2 separate regions of the Sus scrofa genome follow, and region 2 is linked to region 1. The links are chromatin contacts, called in public HiChIP or PLAC-seq maps. All regions are on one chromosome and are shown on one strand. The core of a region is the stretch at or near the end of the contact, and the rest is flanking DNA. Distances in the headings are between cores, read along the strand shown.

Evidence for each region. HiChIP or PLAC-seq counts read pairs in DNA pulled down with a chosen protein or histone mark.
Region 2: an H3K27ac HiChIP or PLAC-seq map of alveolar macrophages shows a contact between it and region 1. The contact joins the promoter of SLBP here to the promoter of MAEA in region 1. A contact is called at or near these places in 1 of 5 promoter capture datasets (fetal liver) and 1 of 2 datasets of contacts at active chromatin or transcription factors (alveolar macrophages).

The regions. Positions count from the first base shown.
Region 1 is chr8:539,094-545,263 of Sscrofa11.1, forward strand. MAEA (macrophage erythroblast attacher) reads left to right here and starts at 4,188. Exons shown (of 8, transcript XR_002346523.1): 1 at 4,188-4,341.
Region 2 is chr8:815,920-822,031 of Sscrofa11.1, forward strand. It overlaps SLBP (stem-loop binding protein), which reads right to left and starts at 2,235. Exons shown (of 8, transcript NM_001244857.1): 1 at 2,088-2,235; 2 at 1,879-1,995. The coding sequence starts at 2,146. It overlaps TMEM129 (E3 ubiquitin-protein ligase TM129), which reads right to left. Exons shown (of 4, transcript XM_003128802.4): 3 at 5,418-5,577; 4 at 3,843-5,318. The coding sequence ends at 5,070.

The DNA of each region.
Region 1 (6,170 bases), core at 2,938-5,437:
ATTTGTCTCTTTTTTTCTTTGTCCACCTGCCTTCGATCAAATAAAACAAGCCTGCCTAAACCAAATAACCAAATTTTGGTTTTACCTATTTTCTCTATTGTTTTCCTATTCCCTGTTTCATTTATTTCTGCTCTAATCTTTTTTTTTCCTCCCCTCTGCTAGCTTTGGTCTATCTTGTTCTTCTTTCTCTACTTCCTTAAGTTGTAAAGTTAGGTTGTGTACTTGAGATCTTTCTTATTTTTTAATGTAAGTGTTGATGGCTATACATTTCCCCTGAATATCTCTTTCAGTGAGTCACTGGTTCTGGTAAGTTGCGTTCTCTTTTTTCTTCCTTTCTAATTGTTGTCTAATTTCCCTTTTGCTTTCTTCTGTGGTCCATTGGTTCTTGAATGTCCACAAACTCATGAATGTTCCAATGTTCCTTGTGTTTCGATTTCTAACATCATCCTGCTGCGGTTGGAGGGATTTCTTTTTCATGGTGTCTAGCTTTTTACATCCATTGAGACTTACTTTGTGGCGTCGCGTATGGTCGATCCTGGGAAATGTCGTAAGTGCACTTGGGAAGAACGTGCGTGCTGTTGGTGGTGGCGTGTTCTGTGCGTGTCTGTTAGACCGAACTGAGTTACTCTGTTTCCTTACTAACCTCCTGTCTGGCAGTTCTAGCTATTGTTGCGAGTGGGGTATTGAAGTTCCAGCCATTGTTAAAGAACTGCCCGTTTCTTCCTTTAATTCTATCAGTTTTTGCCTCATATATTTTGATGTTCCGTGTTAGGTGTGTAAAAGTTTGTATTGTCGGAGTTCCCGTCGTGGCGCAGTGGTTAACGAATCCGACTAGGAACCATGAGGTTGCGGGTTCGGTCCCTGCCCTTGCTCAGTGGGTTAACGATCCGGCATTGCCTGAGCTGTGGTGTAGGTTGCAGACACAGCTCGGATCCTGCGTTGCTGTGGCTCTGGCGTAGGCTGGTGGCTACAGCTCCGATTCAACCCCTAGCCTGGGAACCTCCATATGCCGCGGGAGCGGCCCAAGAAATAGCAACAACAACAACAACAACAAAAAGACAAAAGACAAAAAAAAAAAAGTTTGTATTTGTCACTAGTTCTTGCTGTATGGAAACTTTTATTAATACGTAATGTTCTTTTTTGGTTTAAAACCCATTTTCTTCCAATGTTCATATAGCCACCTCTTCTCTCATTTGACCATTATTTGCATGGAATATATTTTTCCATCCCTTCGGTTTCAATGTATTTGAGTTTTGGATTAAAAGTGGGTCTTGGAGTTCCCGTCATGGCTCAGTGGTTAACGAACCCGACCAGTGTCCATGAGAACTCGGGTTTGGTCCCTGACCTTGCTCAGTGGGTTAAGGATCCAGCATTGCCATGAGCTGTGGACCTGGCTTGGATCCCGGGTGGCTGTGACTGTGGCGTAGGCCAGTGCCTGCAGCTCTGACTCGACCCCTAGCCTAGGAACCTTCATATGCCTCGGGTGCGGCCCTAAAAAGACACAAGATAAAGTCAGCTCTTGCAGTATGGTTGGATCATGTGTTTTTATCCATTCTGCCAGTCTTTTTGTTTTGATTAGGAAATTTAATCCATTTACATGTAATTACTGTTAGGGTGGGACTCACATCTGTCATTGTTATATTTGTTTTCATTTCATTTCTTTCCTTTTTTTTTTTTTTTTAAATGGCCACATCTTCAAATCCCCGCTGGGAACTGAATCTGAGCTGCAGCTGCAACCACACCGCAGCTGTGTCGTTGCCAGATCCTTTAACCCACTGTGCTCTGCCAGGGATTGAACCTCTGCAGCAACCTGAGCTGCTGCAGTCACATTGTTAACACATTGGGCCATCCCAGGAACTCCAAACCTACTCTTTAGAGTAGCATCCTCTGAAGATCCAAATGCTAACCCCTAATGTTTCTAAGTTAACTGGAGCAAACCACTAGAGGAGATCCTGACTCTTGATCGGTGATACCTTCAAGGAAAGATCCTGATCAAAAGCGGAAAATGTGGAATGAATTAAGGAACTGTCAGTTAGGGCTGCAGTCAGGACAAGTCTGTAGGGGGCGCGCTGACACCCAACGCACATGTCAGTCACCCCAAACAGGAAGGGGCCTCTGCCACGTCTTTCACAGGAGGACACCTCTACCTACCGTCCAAGAGGAAGGAGAAAACTTCCCTTCCCCCCATCCGGAAACTCGGCCAATCAGAGGCTGCAGCAGCCCAACCAATCGGCAGCTTCCGGTCTTTGCTCGTCCCCCCAACCCCCACCAGCTCCTCCAACAGACCCCGTCGGTTATCCCGGCCCCGCTCAAAGACCCACTTTCCCTGTAACAGCAAGTTCCCACGCCTCGTTCTCTGGATTTGCTTGTGGTCTGCTGTTGTTGGTGTGTTCCAAGTCACAGCTCCCCTTCTTTCAGATGAATTCGCTTTTGGTGGTGGCGCAACTGGCTGTTACCGTATCACAATTGGCCAAAATTGGGTTAGCATGAAGCTGAACGTGCTGATTGCCTTGACGCACTCAGCTTTCACTCGTGTGGATATGATCTCTAGGAGGAACTTGTTTTGTTTAGCACGGGAAGCTTCTCATCCTTGCGTGATTGTTAGCACTAGGATTTTGCTAGAACGCTGCAGGGCATGGGGGCAAGGGCTGGTGGAGGTGGGGGTCCTAGGGTTCCCACTGCGACAGTGGCTTTCCTGTGTAGCCTTAGGGTTGTTGCTGTTTTTTAATGCTAAACTTAATCATTTAAAAAAATACCATTTCAGAAATGAGTGTGAAGTGTGGCATAATTTGAAAATCTTGGAGTTCCCGTTGTGGAGCAGTGGTTAGAGAATCCGACTAGGAACCAAGAGGTTGCGGGTTTGATCCCTGGCCTCGCTCGTGGGTTAAAGACCTGGCGTTGCCCTGAGCTGTGGTGTAGGTTGCAGACGCAGCTCGGATCCTGCGTTGCTGTGGCTCTGGCGTAGGCTGGCGGCTATAGCTCCAATTAGACCCCCTAGTCTGGGAATCTCCATTTGCCGTGGGAGCGGTCCTAGAAAAGGCAAAAAGACAGAAAGAAAAAAATCTTCTCCTAACTAGTGAAACCTAATTTCCTTTCTATTTTAAAGAGGAATAAAAGGGAATAAGAATGTCAAGTGGCAGCAAAAAGCCTACAGAATGATTTATTACTGGGGTGTTTAGAGATGATGCAGTAGATGGTTTTCTGCAAAAGCTTTTTCCAAAAACGTTTCACTCCCTACTCAGACGTGCTTCATTCCCAAATGCATATTTAGATTAGGTTCTTGTAGTGCTGATCTGCTGCTTTTTTAAAAAAATAAAATTCGAGGAGTTCCCTTCGTGGCTCAGCGGTTAACGAACCTGACTAGGATCCATGAAGATGCAGGTTCCACCCCGCCTTGCTCAGTGGGTTAAGGATCCAGCGTTGCTGTGGCTGGGGTGTAGGCCGGGAGCTGTAGCTCCGATTCGACCCCTAGCCTGGGAACCTCCATATGCCGCGAGTGCGGCTCTAAAATAGAAAAATAAAATAAAATTTGACTGAAGATGTTAAAAAACAAAACAAAACAATGCGAAGTGGTTGAAAACTAGAATCGCCGTGGATACCAGGGCCGCGGGCCAGGTGCGGGGAGAGCACAGGCCCTTGTTCCACTAGGGAGACGCTTTCCTAATCCGATTAAGCGCTCCACCTCTCCCCTCCAACGGGACCTGCGGCTCCGCGCCAGGCTCCAGCCGGACCTCTGCGCAAGGCGGCCAATGGAGCAGTGCTGACAGGCACCCTCGCCTTGCAGACCTTCTGGCACGACTCCCATGCACGGTCACAGCCTTGAGAGGTCATGGCTAGGAGGGCTCACCGCCTCCGGGGGGGCCGCCCCACGCGAGCCCAGACACCTCCACAGCCGCGCTCCTCGCCGGACCCCGGACCCCCACTTCTGAGGGTGCTCGGTGCGTAGACGGCGCTGGGACGCCGAGTCAAAGGGCCGGGGGAGAGCCATCCGGCCGAGACCTTCCCGCCCCGCCTGGAGTTCAAGAAGGGAACCCGCCCCGCCGGGCTTCCCGCCGATTGGCTGAACGAGAGAAAGGCCGGCGGTGATTGGGTGGGGAGGACGCCTCTCGGCTTGCACGCCGCGGCCCCGCCTTCTCCCTCTGCCACTCGACAGGGGGCGGACGCGATTGGTGCAGACGCGTCGGCCCGCCCCACCCCGCCCCGCGACGTCGCTACCCGGCGTGCCGCGCGCTTGGCTTCCCCTCCGCCCGCTAATGTTTTGGCCGATTCAAGATGGCGGTGCAGGAGTCCGCGGCTCAGCTCTCTATGACCCTGAAGGTGCAGGAGTACCCGACCCTCAAGGTGGGGTTTGCGGCCGAGGGGCGCCCGCACCTGGCGGGGGCCGCGGGCCGTGTGTGTGGGGGGGCGGGGGGCGGTGAGCTCGAGGGGAGAAGGGGACAGGGCGCGGCCTGGGGCGCCGGGCGGGGGCCGTGGTCTGAGGGGCCGGGCTCCTTGGGTCCGGGGCCCGGGAGCCTGCGGCCGGCGGGTGTGGCGTGTGGCCGTCCGTGCCCCTGTCTGCCCGCAGGGGCTTTGTGACAGTGCGGGGGGCGCGTCTGCCTGGCGCCCCGCTTCGCCTTCCAGAATGCGACTGTGGCCCCTTCTCCCCATCACGACGGCGAACACATCGGTGACAATTCTGGCCTTAGGCTGCCTGGTGACTTTGGAGGCTGGGGTCTCAGGGGCGTGGGGTCGCAGGCGCCCATCCAGGGTGCCCAACGCGACTGGCCGTTGGTGTCCAGCCGTCCTCCCGGAAGCTTATGTCAGAAGGTGTTGATGTATAGCTTCCAGACACGAATTAGGGGACCTGTAAGGAGAGACTTCACGACCCAATGGGAGCCCGTATACGGGGCGTCACCAAACCTGAAATACAGCCCTTGCCACTCGGTTGCCATATACGTGACCTTGGATGGTCACTTAGGCGAGTCCCTGACACTGGGATGAAATTGGTGTTCGAGGGCGGAGGCCAGTACTGGCTCCTTCCCTGGTTAGCAGAGGAATTCATGGTCATTGAATCCCAAGAAGCACCTGGGAATGATTCCAGACAAGATCGAGGTTGTAGCGTTCTCAGGGGACCTGTGGCTGAGCAGGGTGACTCAGTTCCTTTCCGGGGAGGGGGTGGCAGGTAGCTTCTCTCCTCCCCTGGGACCTCGGCATGCCCGTCCACCTCAGTGGTAGCAGGTGGGTGGGTGGTGGTTTCATACTCAGCTCCGCAAGACCCTGTCGCCCAGACCAGGATTCTCTGCTGCCTCAGGCGCCCAACTAGACGTCCTTGAGTGTCACTTGAGTTCCAGAGTTCCTCAGTAGTCTTCGATTAAAGTCGCCATGTAGACTCAGAGATAAAGAAATATTACAGTGTCATTGCAGGCGAGCCTGTCGGGTTAGAGTTCTACTTCTTTTTGAGAATGATTTTTAAAGCAGGATTTTTTGCAAGATAGCTTCATTTTCCCTCACAAATGATTAGAGCCTGTGTGATAACTTCTCTGTTCTCTCGACATGCATGTCACTGTCACTGCTGAGTTAACATTTTTTTCAGGAGCAATTCTCAGTGGATCGTGAGGAAGTTTCACTAGGGAACCAGGGAGCCTTGATTTAGAAGCATTTGTTAAAGCGGAATTAATTAAGCACAGAAGAGCTGTCGGCTGCGGAGCTGCGCTGGTCACAGCCTTGAGCCGGGTCCAGAGGCAGGCGTGGTAGGAGGGGCGTGCCGGGCAGAGGCCGGAGGAGAAGGGGCCGAGGGCCAGGTTCTGGAAGGTGTGGGTCGTGCTTCTCTGGGGCACAGGCCGCTCTCCCACGTGGCTGGGAAGGAGCGTGAACTGAGTTCCTGGCGAGCGAGCGCTCCTCAGAAGGCTGGGAGGCTCAGGCTGGCTCCCCACAGCCTGCACGAGCACTTCCCCCTTGTCTCCTGGGGAAGGGCGAAAGCGGAGCACGCTGACCCTCTCCCCGCCGAGCACCCGCCCCTGTGGTGGCCGGACTGGCTCAGGCCTCTCCTCCTGCGGACTTGAGGCAACAGCGGGATGTTCGGCAGCACCCCTGGCCTCGCCCCGCCCTCAGGGTGCTGGGCAGGCCGCCAGGATGCTCCTGCACAGCCAGCTGCCCTGGTGGAGGGGGAGCCGGCGGAGGGGGTGGCCCCG
Region 2 (6,112 bases), core at 985-3,484, 270 kb after region 1:
CAGACCTCAACCTCCTAACAGTGTACTGAGGGCGCAGGCCCGGGTCTCCCCGCCTGACTGCGGCGGGGACTTTCTCAAGGTGTTTACAACAAGCTGTCACGTCCTCCCAAGATGTGCTCGTGTGACAGCAACTACCTTTGAAGAACGAAAACCATGTCTTAGGTGAGGCAAGTCACATTCACCAGGCCCCCCCACCTCATCAAGACAAGAGGACTTTTTCTGTTCTGGCAGCAGCTGCAGCATGCGGACGTTCTCAGGCCAGAAACTGAACCTGCACCGCAGCACTGACAACACTGGATCCTTAACCTGCTGAGCCATCGGGGAACTCCTGGACGAGAGTACTTTTGGGAAAAGTGCTCAAATGGAAAACAAAGGAAGCTTTACACACTGCGCCGACGTCCTTCCAGAGGGACCACCTCCTCCGCCCCAGTTGTTCTTACCCGAACACCCTCCCCACCATCACCCAGCAAACCGCAGGCAAAAAGCACGGTGTCCAGTGGGCCCGGGTCGGGAACACCCCTGCACGTGGAGTAAGGAGTCCTGTGTGGCGGACTTGAGCCAGGACACCCAGGAGATCCAAAGGAGTTTTGAAACAACGCAGGGAGATTACTGCAGGGGTCAGAGCTTGATCTCAACGAGAATGTCTGGTGACCTCTCTTCACCTCCAGCCCCAGGGCTGTCAAGGCCTTGCCCACTACACTAAACCTGCCCCAGGCAGTCTCGAGGCCCAAGTCTTCAAGCGTCTGGACTGCGGCTACGCCTGTGTGCGCCGCCCCAGCAGGCTGGGAGGTCCTGCTCCCTTCTCCGTACAGCTTCCTTTACTCGTCTGGAAAAAAACTCTCTTTTCCTTTTCGCCGCGGTACCCACAGTGTGCGGAAGTTCCGGGCCAGGGATCAAACCCGAGCCTCTGCAGCTGCTGCGGTCAGATTCTTAACCCACCGCGCCACACGGGGAACTCCCTGAAAAGTCTCCTAAAACCTGAGCACCTCCTTCCCCAGGGCAGCCCTGCTCCGCCCGCCCCTCTTCACCTTGGCAAACGGTCCCACCAGCCGAGGCTTCAGGCCTGGCAGCTCAGTGCTGCTGGACTCTGCACCAACCCCCGCCCCCAGGAAGTTCTGAAAAGTCTCGGGCAGCACCCGGCTCGGCCCTTCCGCGGCTCCGTCCTCACCCCCGCTTCGCCTCAGCTCAGCAGCTGCCCCTGCAGGGCGGCCTCGCCTCAGGCCTGCGGAGCTGCCAGGACCCCCTCCCACGGCACCCCGGTCCCCCCAAAAGGTCCCCCGACAGAGGCCTCCCCCGGCCCGGCTCCTCGCCCCTCTGCCACACGCCGGGGGAGCACGGCAGGAGGCAAGTCCTGTTCGGCCCCAGACCGCAGGCTGCCCGCCTGCGAGACGCTGCGTAAACCGGGGGGCGAACGCTCGAGGCCGGCGGGCGGCGGGGGCAGACGCGAGCTTCCCCCTCCGCCTGCAGCCCGCCCGCGACTTGCCGCGACTCCGGGCCGACCCCGAACGTTCCTGCGCTGACGTTCCGTCCGCCACGGCCACGGCCACGGCCTGGGCAGTTCTCGGGCCAGGCAGCGGGCGCAGGACCCCGCGGGGCCCCGGAGACGCTGCGCGTCGACGCCTTTGAAGGCCCCCCGCCCAGCCGCGTCGCCAAGGTCTGAGACGGGGTCGCCCCGGTGCCGCCCCGGGGACGTACAGGGCTCGGCGCCCGAGCCCGGCTTGCGATGCCACCCGCCACCAAGACACCTCACAGGCCCCCCGACCGCGGGCCCGCGCGAGCCGGGGGGGGCGACCCCCGGCGCCCCGGCGAGTCGGGGGCGGAGGCCCCGCCCGCGCTCACCCTCGGACCGGCCCGGCCCCCCGCGGCCCTCGGGCCCACCTGTCGGGTCTGCGGCCGCCCGCCGGCCTCGCGGGGCCCTCGGCGTCCTCCGGCTTCCGGCGCCTCCCGTCGGCCGTGCGCTTGCGTCCCAGGCTCCATCTCGCGGGGGGCGGCGGGCTGGCGACGAGAGGCCGCGTCAGGACGGAGCAGCCCGGGCCCCCCGCCCGCGCGCCCCGCCCGGGAGCCCCCAGCGCGCGGCCCGGCCTCACCTGGCGTCGCCGTCGCGGCGGCTCCCGCACCCGGAGGGGCTTCGCGGCCGGCAGGCCATGGCGACGCGGCGGGCGGGGGCGGGGGTCCTCGGGTCCTCGGGTCCGGCGGCGGCGACGCTGCCTTCTCCGCGCGGCGCCGACGGACTGCGCGCGCCCCGCCCCCAACCGCCTTTATCGGCCGCCGCCCCGCCCCCCGGGCTCCCGCGCGCGCCGAGCCGGGCGAGACCATCGCGCCTACGCCGGGGGGAGCCGCCCGGCCCCGCGCGCCCCGCAGGCCGTCCCGCCGGGGGCGGGAGAGGCGGGAGCGCAGCGCCGCACGCTGCCGTCCTGGAGGCGGAGGGGCGCCGCCCGGCCGACCGAAGCGGGGTTCCCTAAAAACGCTGTCCCCTCCGCCATGGAGGCGGCCGGGCCGCCGCCACCCTCGGACGCCGATTGGCCGCGCCCTCGCGGACTCGGGGAGGGGTATTGGCGGGAGATTCGGGCGCGGGCGCGCCGAGGCGAGGGGAGGGGCCGGCGAGAATCGCCGAAGAGCCCCGTCCCGACGGGGAGCGGCCCCTGATTGGTCGGCCCGGAGAGGGCGGCCTCCGCTGGGCCGGCCGGCCGCGACCGCAGGACCCGCGCTGGCGGGAACCGGGAACCCGGAACCCGGAAGGGCCGGCGCCGGGGCGGCGCGGGCCCGAGGTCTTCCGCGGGCGAGCGCTCTGTGGTAACTCGCTCGCCGCCCCGGGAGCCTGGCGCCGCGAGCCTCCGTCAGTCCTCGCCGCTCAGCACAGCTCACGTCCGCCGCCTCCGGCAGCGCTCCCCGCGGGCCCCCGCTCAGGCTCCGGGAGCGCTCCCCGCCCTAAGGGCTGATGCTGGGCGCAAGAGGAGGGAAGGAGGACCCCAGCGCAGCGAGAAATAAGAGACACTGGGGATGCAGAAAACTCGAGTGCACCTGCGGCGCTTTTCCCCTTCGGCCTGTCAGGTTCCCGGGCCAGGCATCGAACCAGAGCCGCGGTTGCTGCCTGTGCCAAGGCTGCGGCAAGGCCAGATCTCAACCCGCTGCGCCACAAGGGAACTTCCACCTCTCTTGCTTTTGTTTGTAACGGGTTGTACTGTACCATTTTCTACAAAAGTTCAGGGTCCGGCAAGAATATAAAGGAGGAGTTCCCTTCTTGGCTCAGCGGAAACACATCTGACGAGGATCCCTGCGGACGCAGGTTCGATTCCTGGCCTCACGCGTTGCTGTGAGCAGTGGCGGCGGCCGCAGACGCGACTTGGATCTGGCGCGGCTGCGGCTGCGGCGTAGGCCAGTGGCTGAGGCTGATTCGACCCCGAGCCTAGGACCCTCCCTATGCCGCGGGTGTAGCCCTAAAAAGAGGAGAGAGAACATAAGGGAGCAGGAGGCACACGCTGTTGAGGAACTCCCGGCCCAAGCCACTCTCTCGGCCACCCAGGCACCCCAGCGGACACAGCAGAGAGCACAGGCTGGAGGCCCCAACACCTCGGGCCGCTGGCATCCTCCCCAACATAGGGCCCCGCGTGTTGACCCCTCCCAATCCCCCAGACCCTTCAACAAGGGTGCCGGGGAAGTGGACTTTTTGAGACCCCAGCCCCCCAGCTAGGAATCAGAAGATCCCTAGAGTCTGCCTCCTTTTTCCTCTCATTCTGAACAAATACGCACATTAAAGCTGCCGCTTCTAAGACCGCCTCTCCCCAACTGCTACCAAAGCTTGGGTGTCAGGAAAAACAAAATACTCCCATTAGGAAAATACATACAAGTTCATACTAACATTTTATTAAATAGTATATCACTTCACTACAATAGATCTATCTTTATAAAACTAAGCAATGTTCTTTCGCAGAAAAAATGTCCCCAGACCTGGCTCTCCCTTACCAGGGTTTGAAACTCCAGGCTGAGGCAGGGCACGGCTCCTGGCTGCCCCTCTGATGGCCTTCATCTGTGCGTGGCCCCGAGGACCACAAAGCTGGGCCTTCTCACTCCCAATCCTTGAGTTTGGTGCGGCCGTGGGTGAGCTGGGCCAGCTGAGTCCATCTCCCCCGCTTAAAATGGCTAGGTTTAGGGGGCTTGGGGCCACTCCCACAGCTCCATCTGTCAGCTGCACCCTGGGCCTGGAACTTCCCTCACTGCTCCCCACCGGCACCACCAGGACCTGGGAAGATGGCTGTCACAGCCTCAACCGCGCAGCACGTCCCCTTCTGAAGGGGCAGATCCTGCGGGGCAGTGACCAGCCTGGTGCCTGTTTTCCAGATGGAGGATGTTGCCGGGGTGCTTGGCCTTCAATTCAGTGCCCTTGCAACCAGGCGTCTAAGACTGGGCCCTTTCCCTGGACTCATGGGCAGCAGAAGGCACGTGGTACAGACCCCTCTAAGGGGTGGGCAGCGCCCACAAACACATGGCTAAAAACAGCCAGCCCTGCACCCAGACCCTGACAGAAAGCCCAAGGTATCCCGGGGCAGGGAGCGGGCCCTGGCTGGCCACAATCCCCGGGAGACCCTGGGCGCTGTCTCCTCCCTGGAGCAGTGACTCGGGTCTCCCCCTCCACTTCCCCGCTCTGTGCCAGGTCCTCAGAGTGGAGGCAGGCTGGGGACAGGAGTGGGGCAGCCTTGGGCAAATCTGAGTCTGTCGGGTAGCTGATGAGGAGCAGTCAAAGGTCTTGTGCCCAGAAATTTAAGGCAAGTGGTTCAGGTGAGGGCCACCTGGGGCAGACCACGGGGTCTCCGGCACAGCGGCCCAGACGCCCTGGAGACAGACCCAGCACCATGTCCTGTGTCCAGCACCCACCCCTACTCGGAAGAACAGAGAGTGAGGGACGCAGAGGTGCTGAAAACCAACCCCACTGCAGCAGAAAACTTCAAAAAGCCCTGGCCCCCCTGGCAGCCTCAGGACAGAGGCGAGTCACCCTGCCAACCCGCGGACAGCCTGAATGGAGGCCCTAAGTCCTGCCTGCTCTTCAAGGGTCACCGGCAGGGCCAGCGGGCTTATCGGACGGCACACACGTCCAGGATGCAGAAGCGCGCCCGGCAGGTGGGGCAGGGCACTCGGCTGGCCAGCCAGGTGTCAGGGCGCTGTGGGTCCTGGCGGCTGGCGAACCACTTGCCCATGCAGGTGAGGCACCACATGGGGCGGCAGGAGCACTGCTGGCACGCGCCCTCGGCCGCCTCCTGGCAGGTCTTCACCAGCTTCACACTGGCCCGGGTCTGCATGCAGCCGATGCAAGCCTCCAGGTCCTGCGGGCAGGCCAAGGTGGTCAGAGGGAGCCCGCCCGACAGCCCGGTGGTGGCCCCCCCTCAGGAGACATGGCCCTGGGGGCCCAGCCGCCCCCACACCTGGCTGCTGGGGACTGAGTAGGCCGGGTTGGCCTCCACCAGGGAGGCGAAGGTCTCCAGGAACAGGTCGCCCAGGCTCTGGCGGATGACCACGTTGGCTGCGCTGCGGATGGGTGCCCGGAGCTTCTCGCACAGCTCACCGTACTCCGTGGAGTTCAGCCTGCACGAGGTGGGCGCTGCTGGGCTGTCCACCCCCCGCCAGGGCGGGGTGTGGCTCCCCTGCGGCCTGGCCAGGACCCCGGAGCTGGCAGCAGGGAGGCCGAGGCTGCGCCCACGTGACCAGGGCACCCACAACCACACAGAATGTGACGGCTTAGCACTGCCCAGCTGCCAGAGGAAGGCCAGCCAGCGAAGACGGCCATGGGGACAGAGCCCACAGAGCTGGCGCTGCCCACTGGCCCCACGGGACGGGGACAGGGCGGGCAGAAAGACTGCAGCAGAGGCAGAGGGGCTCATCCTCAGCCGGTCCAGGCCCAGGGTGTGTCCTGGGGGACGGCAGGCCAGACGCAGCCTGAACTAGATGGGAGAACCTCGGCTCAGGCCCGGGTGCCCCCCAACATCGCCGGCGTGCTCCCCCCAAGAAGCGGTAGAAGGCGGCTCAAAGGAGGGGATGAAGAAAGAGGAAGCGGGGAGTACCTGGGGGGCGGGCTAGGGACGGGCAGTGGGGGCCTGAGGGAGGGTCACTGGGGAGGGGC